Linked DNA regions of Mus musculus: region 1 is linked to region 2. The links are chromatin contacts, called in public HiChIP or PLAC-seq maps. All regions are on one chromosome and are shown on one strand. The core of a region is the stretch at or near the end of the contact, and the rest is flanking DNA. Distances in the headings are between cores, read along the strand shown.

Region 1 (3,565 bases), core at 495-2,994, 220 kb before region 2:
GGCTGCAGGCAGAAGGTAGAGTATGGCTTGCAACAATGCTGGCTGGGAGCCAGCATCAGGACCACTTCCTGAATGAGTTCCCAGACATCTGGACATGTGAACTGTCTCCCATGGGAAGGACGCCCCTGTTTGCACCCCAACCCCCGGGAGTTTAAAGCAGCTTCTGCTTCTCCTGCCTCTAGTGAGTTCAGGAAACTCTTGCAAAGTTTTGCTTGAGCTAGGGGTGGCCACATCCTACCACCTGGGTTGTGGTGTTCTCTCTCTCTCTCTCTCTCTCTCTCTCTCTCTCTCTCTCTCTCTCTCTCTCTCCTCTAGCAGAAGAGGGCCTTTGGGCTAGGCTGTACTGTAGTAGAACCTGCGGAAGCCAGGCCCACAGCTGTGTTCAGGGCCATTAGGATCTCATACTGCATGGTCAGCAGCAGCTTACAACGGATGTTTGACCCGGTTTGAGGAACCCTGCCCACCAGAGCCCTGGTTGCTGGATGTGTCTGGAACAGTGCTGGGCTCTTGCAGCCTTCTGAGTGGCTTCTACATTGAGACCAATGTGATTTAGTCGTAATGGGATGGTTTTGAGAAGGGCCTTGGAGATGAGAGAAAACAACTCAGGATGTGTCTGTGAGAACATTTCCAGAGAAGATTAGCCCAGAGGGAAGGCTGCCCTGGATACAAGAGCCACCATTGCAGAGGCTAGAAACCTGGCTGTCATCAAAGGGGGAGCAGGGGTATCCTGCTAATGCCTGCATTCCTTGTTTCCTGAGCTGTTCTGCTCTGCCACGCCCACCCTGCTGTGATCAATAGAAACTGTGAATGGAAACAGATATTTCTGTGACAGTTTGTTTTCTCAGATACGTGCCTGTGCCTAAACAATGAAAAAGCTAACATGATATGGCCCCATTTCTAGACTGCTCTGCCCACCCCCGACCCCCGGGAAATCCTAGAATGGTGTCCATTCTCCCGAGGATCATTTGGTCCAAAAAGCACACAGAGTTTTGAATGAGAAACAGGAAATGGTATAGAGATACACACACACACACACACACACACACACACACACACACACACACACACACATCTGGTGTAATCTTCCTGCAAATTCTGCTACAGTAAAGGCTATCATTCTAGCCCGAGGGCCCCCTTCCATGACAGTCAAGCTGGGGGGGAGACAGACAGACAGACAGAGAGAATGAAACATGCATGCAGACACACACACACACACGTGTGTGTGTGTGTGTGTGTGTGTATATATATATATATATATATATATGTATATATAGATATATGCATATATAGATATACGCATATATATATATAGATAGATATAGATATATATATATACACACACATACATATCATAGCCCTAGCCTGGGCTAATAGCTCATTTAGTCATCTTCTGGGGGCAGGACGAGCATCTCATTCCTGTCAACACATTCCAAGGATACACAGAGCCCTTCTTGTTCCCATAGTGACCTTACTCTCTAGATTTCTCTCCTCCGGTCCCTTGTTTATAAAGACTGTTCTCCCAGCCTAAGAGATGGACCCAGAGGCAAAATAAACACATAGCCTAGCCTGCCTTGCTTCATAGCTCTTGATGGGAGAAAGGGGGAAGAAAGCAAAGGCTTTCTTTTCAGAAAAGGCAAAGTTCCCTCTTCAGAAGAGGAAGCTGACAAAGCGGGCTGCCGCCCAGGAAGTGGAAAGACACCTGCTACTTACTGTGTTTCCTCCGAGGCTACAGGCTTGACGTAATAGTCACTTGAGTAGAGAACCACATTGGCTATCTGTTCCACTGCAAAGGGAAGACAGGAGGGGGTGGTCAGGGCAGCCCCTCGTGCCTTCAAGGAGACACACAGGACCATTTGACTCTGGCTTTCTCAGCCCTCGGCTTCAAGCTGCAATTTTTCAAGGTCTGGTTGCAGGCCATTTCTGTATACCAGTGACTCACTCTGCGTTACCAAAACACCGGGCTCTGAGATTCGGCTCCAGGAAGCACCCTTCTCTCCTCCAAACCCATAATCTCTTAAAATCAAGCTTGAGGATTAAGAGAAACAATTTCAAGTTCCCATCACAGTACCCAACTTATAGAAAACTACTAATGTTTTGTTTCAGAAAATTTCACCGTTTCAAGGTCATTGGTATTATTTTCCAATATATTTTGAGAAATATTTTTTTTTTATTTTGAAAAAGGCTTTCCTGTGTAACCCAAGCTGGCCTAGAACTCACAACTCTGCCTCAGGCTCCCAAGTGCTAGGTTACAAGTATGCACCAACACACTTTGCTGAGAAGTAAATTGTTTTTAAATTTTATTTATTTATTTTATGTATATGAGTACACTGTAGTTGTACAGATGGTTGTGAGCCATCATGTGGTTGCTGGGAATTGAATTCAGGACCTCTGCTCACTCTGGCCCCACTCATTCCAGCCCAAAGATTTATTTATTACTATAAATAAGTACACTGTAGCTGTCTTCAGAAATACCAGAAGAGGGCATCTGGTCTCATTAGAAATGGTTATGAGTCACCATGTGGTTGCTGGTATTTGAACTCAGGATCTCTAGAAGAGTAGCCAGTGCTCTTAACCACTGAGCCATCTCTCCAGCCCCGAGAAGTAATTTCAAATACAAGTATGCAATGATACATGATCAATTTTGCAGCTGTTTCTGAAAGTTTGCTTCTGTTCTTTCAAAATTGAAATTACAACCCCAGGGTGACATTATTTTTAAAATTTGCATCACTGGAGGAGGCCACGAACATGTCAAGGACTTGTTGGGAGGTCAGAGGACAACTTGTGGGAAAGTCATTCTCTCCTTCCCCTACATGAGTTCCAGAGATCAAAGTCATGGCACCAGGCTGGGAAGCTGGCATTTTTGCCAGCTCATCCCAGTAGCCCAAGTGAGCATTCACTGTGAAGAGAAGGGCTTTCTGGGAAGTGATGGAGTTGTGGGGACAGCACACTCATGAGTGGATTCCGTGGCCTTAACAAGGAGGTTCCAGGAGCTTGTTGGATGAGCTGCTTGTCAGATGAATCTGCCAATGCCCTGATCCTGAACTTTCCTGTGTGCTGTCAGCTGGCCATAGCGGCACACACCTGCAACTCACTACTAGGGAGGCAGCAGTAGGAGGAGCACACGTTTGAGGCCCACATCTCAGTGTGTGTGAGCCACCTAGTTTATGGTGTTTTTGCCATAGCAGCCTGAAGGGGCAGATAGACTCTACTACACCAATCAAGGAAGCCATTGGCACTGCATACAATATGCTGAATAACTCAGGCCCATAGAGAATTAAACCAACATAAAACAAGGCTGGATTAATATTCATAATCACAAAAAGGAAAAAAAACCATAGATTCTCTAATATACATGCACACAATTCCTGACTTTCATCTTCAGTGGACGTGCAGGGAAAGTGGAACGTATGTCTGACACTGCTATAGCTGAATAATACACAGAGGTTTAATTAGCCCCTGGCTCTGGAAGCTGGAACTCCCAAGTGGTGTTGGCCTCTGATAAGGGCCTTCCTGTTTGATCATAATAGCCAAGGACCTCAAATGGCAGAGACATTTAATGGCTAAT
Region 2 (3,455 bases), core at 86-2,585:
AACTGGTCTTAGAGCACTTGGCTGGCTTCCTGGGAACAGGCTTGCCTTGAGGATGGAACGATGGTAGCCTCAGTTCATCCTATCTCTCCTCCGTATCTCTGAAAACTCTATTGCAGCAGTTCAGATCAGACATGGAATCATACACAGGACCAGGGCCAGAGTCTGAAGGCCAGCCTTGTAACATTTGGCCCATCTGAATCACACTGTATCTCAGGAAAGTGGGGAAGACATCTCTGCTGAAGGGTGAGAGGCAGTGAAGCATGGCTGGCCTGGGGGGTTGTTTAGGATAAGATAGAAATCCTGTGTGACTCAGATGATCAGTGCCCGGAGGGCAGTGCCTTGGCCAGCACAGGATTGGGTAGACTCCTGGCACCCAATGGTGCCACAGAATGCTGGCACAGGGTGTAGCCAGCATCACTAAGAATCACCTCTGGTTAACAACCTTGCTTTGAAGGAGGATAGCATCTTACAAGTACACAGCTTACCCGCAGCTTCTACAACCCTAGGTTAGGGCCTGAGCCTTGCAGTTTCCACCGCCAGGGGGCGCCTTGACCTCTGGCCTCCCCAAGCCTGAACAACATTCAGGTGTCAATCAAGACCAGCTCGTCCCTTTTCAAATAAAGCCAGCAACAGGAACAGACTCCATTTCCCAAGAGGACAAAGAACTCATGATGTCTTGATCCGTGCTTCATGGCATAGTTGAAAACGGGAAACCTGGCTGTGACAGAAAACCAGGCAGTGACAAGATATGGGTGGGATCAAGTGGGTAGGAAGAATTGAGTAAGAACTTGAGCCAGTGTCGCCAGGACTCTTAGGGACAGGGCATAATAGTAATGATACAGTAGTAAATGAAAGAGACAAAAGACAAAAAAAACAAAAAAACAAAAACCTCAAGAACCAAAAAACCACACACAAAACCAACCAACCAACCAATAAAACAACAACAACAAACCAATTTGAAATAACCATCCCAGAAGAACGCTCTGAAGACGCTCAGTCTGGTGGCAGATTCCTAATTCATCTTTTTTTTTCCACCCTGGGACTCCATTCCCTGAGTCAAGCCCCAGACCAGAGGGTCAGCCCACCACAGTTGCCAGGCTACTTACTGCACTGTGCCATGCCTGGACCTCCTCCAACCTGTGTTCTGGTCTCCAGCACTTCCCAAGCGTGAATCACGACAGCCTCCCTTGGCAGGGCCCGCGGCCGCGCTTCCTAAACGCCTTTTCTGCCAACAGCTACCCGCTTTCTGTGGTGATTACGTGTCAGCTGCTCCCTGCTTCAGACTTTTTACCTCTTCCTCTATGCTTCCTCAGCCAGCAGCTATCTTCACTGATCTGCCAAAAACCCTCACTGTGGGTTCCAGAATCTTCTCCCCAGCCCCGTCTTCCTCCTATGCCACCCGCCCTACCCTCAGCCGACTTTGAGTTTCCGGGGTTACACCCTGGTTTAAAAAAAAATGTTTCTGAAATGGCTTTCCACTTTTGTGGGACCGGCTGCTGCCTCACCCTGGGCCATAAGCCTTTTCTGACACCTGCTGAATGCTGTCCATCTTCTTTGCCCCACCTCCTGAGCCTCTACAATAAGCCACGCCTCTAGAGCGCTTGCCCCGCTACAGGCTCCTCTTCCCACTTAACCACCACACTGTCACGTTGTGGGCACTTGTCTTAGATCACGCCCCACAACAGAATATCATGGACGGTGACTCCAACAACGCAACAACAGGTATTTATTTCTTGTCATTTAAAGGGTGGGCATCCACAATCAAGGTTCTGACATTGCTGCTTCTGCTGAGGGCTGTCTTCCTGACTGGCAGGCGGCTACCTTCCATACTTTCCTTTGAACCTACCACCTTTCTGACTTCGTTCGACTTTAGTTGCTACTTAAAAGCACCATCTCCAGAGACAGTCACTTTGGGAGTCACCACAATTCACCCCTTAACAATACCTGGACTGTAGCGATAGATTGCCTCTAGGTGCAAGCACTGCACTAACATTTATGTATGAGTTACCTCGTCCGGGCCACACAGATACTCCTCAAGGCAGACATAACCTCCAACTTCACGCCTGAGAAAGTGAGAACCAGAGAGATTAACCAACCTGCAAATTAGCAGCACACCAGAGCTCCTAGCTCATATCTGAGGATCTCAGAATGGGACTGTGTGCTGTAAGCCTTGAATTAGATAATCAGAACTTTACTGCTAGACTCTGCGATTCCTTTACTCAAAGGTTTCATTCTCCCAGAATCCTCTCCTGTCTGCAAACTCCCAAAGCTCCCCATAGCTCAGACTATTATATCCTGTGACTTCAATGACTTAGGAAACCACTACTGTCCCTCTTTGGTATTTCCTTCCCTTACAGGGACCAGACAGGAGTCCCCTTTACTCTATGCCTGAGTCTTGAATCTTTAGCCAGTTCTATTGATGGTAGCTATAATTGTAGAACACAGGCAAGCAAAATTATGGCCTCCAAATCCTGCTCCACTCCTCTGGCCAGTCCCCAGCCTCTGCTCCACCCCCACCTTCTCCCAGTCTTCACTTCTACACACCCAGTCTCCCTCACTCTTAATGTCCACAACCCCATTTGTGTTTCAGATCCTGGACATCCTCAGAGCCCCTTTCTGCCATCTCTGTCTGAAATATTCCAGCCAGACTCCCTGAACTCCAGAGAAACACAAAAAAACAGGCAGCCCCAGCCCTAGAATAACCCATGTTATGTGTCCAAACAATGTGGTAGCCAGGGACTTCTAGGCCTCCGCTGAGCACCAACCTCCTCCGTTCCCTATCTCCTGTATTCATGCTGCTCTACCCAGCTCACTTCCAGATTCATCAGACTTTAAAATTCTTCACCTCACTGCCCACAAAGAAGAGCAGATCTCCCAGACCACCCTCCTCTGCATCTGCCTTTATTCTCACACACTCTGCTCCTCCAAGGTCACCTTACTACCAAGTTGGGACTGGCTCTCAAATCTCTCATGGTCCTGGCTTTTCTCCTCTCCTCCCCACCCACTCATCCCCTTCATCTTGTGAGAGCAAGCGTGATGGTTCCTATCCTTAAAATCCCTCCCTGCCACAGGTTCTCAGCTTCGGCTATAAATATGAAAGGCTTCCAGCCAGACCAGCTCAATAAAAACCTGCAGGGCAGGCCCTGGGCTTCTCCCTGGGGTCAACAGCATACCTTCTTGCCTAGCCATCAACCCATCTCTTAGCTTAGCTGACACTTTGGGTCTAATTGTCCTCACTTGGCGACTGTTACAATGTAATCACTTCCTACCTGTACCTGCCTTACCCTCTCCTATGGTCTGACCAAAAACTTCTCCGCCTACCAGGCCACCTTGTAGCTCTCAACCCACTCTGTCACAGCCTAGCCAGAGACCCTGAAAGCTTCTTCATTCGATAAATCCTCTAGGCTCCCTCAGCGCTGCTTTCCTTTGTGACCAAGGTCTTCTCCATACTCTTG

The links. HiChIP or PLAC-seq counts read pairs in DNA pulled down with a chosen protein or histone mark.
Region 1: a contact with region 2 is called in an H3K4me3 HiChIP or PLAC-seq map of bone marrow-derived macrophages, with 4 times the contacts expected there. The contact joins two enhancer-like sites. A contact is called at or near these places in 4 of 484 Hi-C or Micro-C datasets (CD4 T cells, CD8 T cells, centroblasts and 1 more), 4 of 115 datasets of contacts at active chromatin or transcription factors (bone marrow-derived macrophages, effector CD8 T cells, memory CD8 T cells and 1 more) and 2 of 9 other capture datasets (adipose tissue and liver).

Annotation. Positions count from the first base shown.
Region 1 is chr1:87,826,615-87,830,179 of GRCm38.p6, reverse strand. It overlaps Sag (S-antigen, retina and pineal gland (arrestin)), which reads right to left. Exons shown (of 16, transcript NM_009118.2): 10 at 1,711-1,783. Among named protein-coding and RNA genes, the nearest start is that of Sag, 25 kb to the right of the region's middle. Within about 2 kb of position 1,744, at least 155 of the 459 cell types and tissues checked have an H3K27ac peak or open chromatin away from gene starts, as enhancers often do. A contact at or near this core is called in CD8 T cells, adipose tissue, bone marrow-derived macrophages and 3 more, where this site is marked.
Region 2 is chr1:87,605,696-87,609,150 of GRCm38.p6, reverse strand. No RefSeq gene overlaps it. Among named protein-coding and RNA genes, the nearest start is that of Inpp5d, 13 kb to the left of the region's middle. Within about 2 kb of position 1,335, at least 121 of the 459 cell types and tissues checked have an H3K27ac peak or open chromatin away from gene starts, as enhancers often do. A contact at or near this core is called in CD8 T cells, adipose tissue, bone marrow-derived macrophages and 3 more, where this site is marked.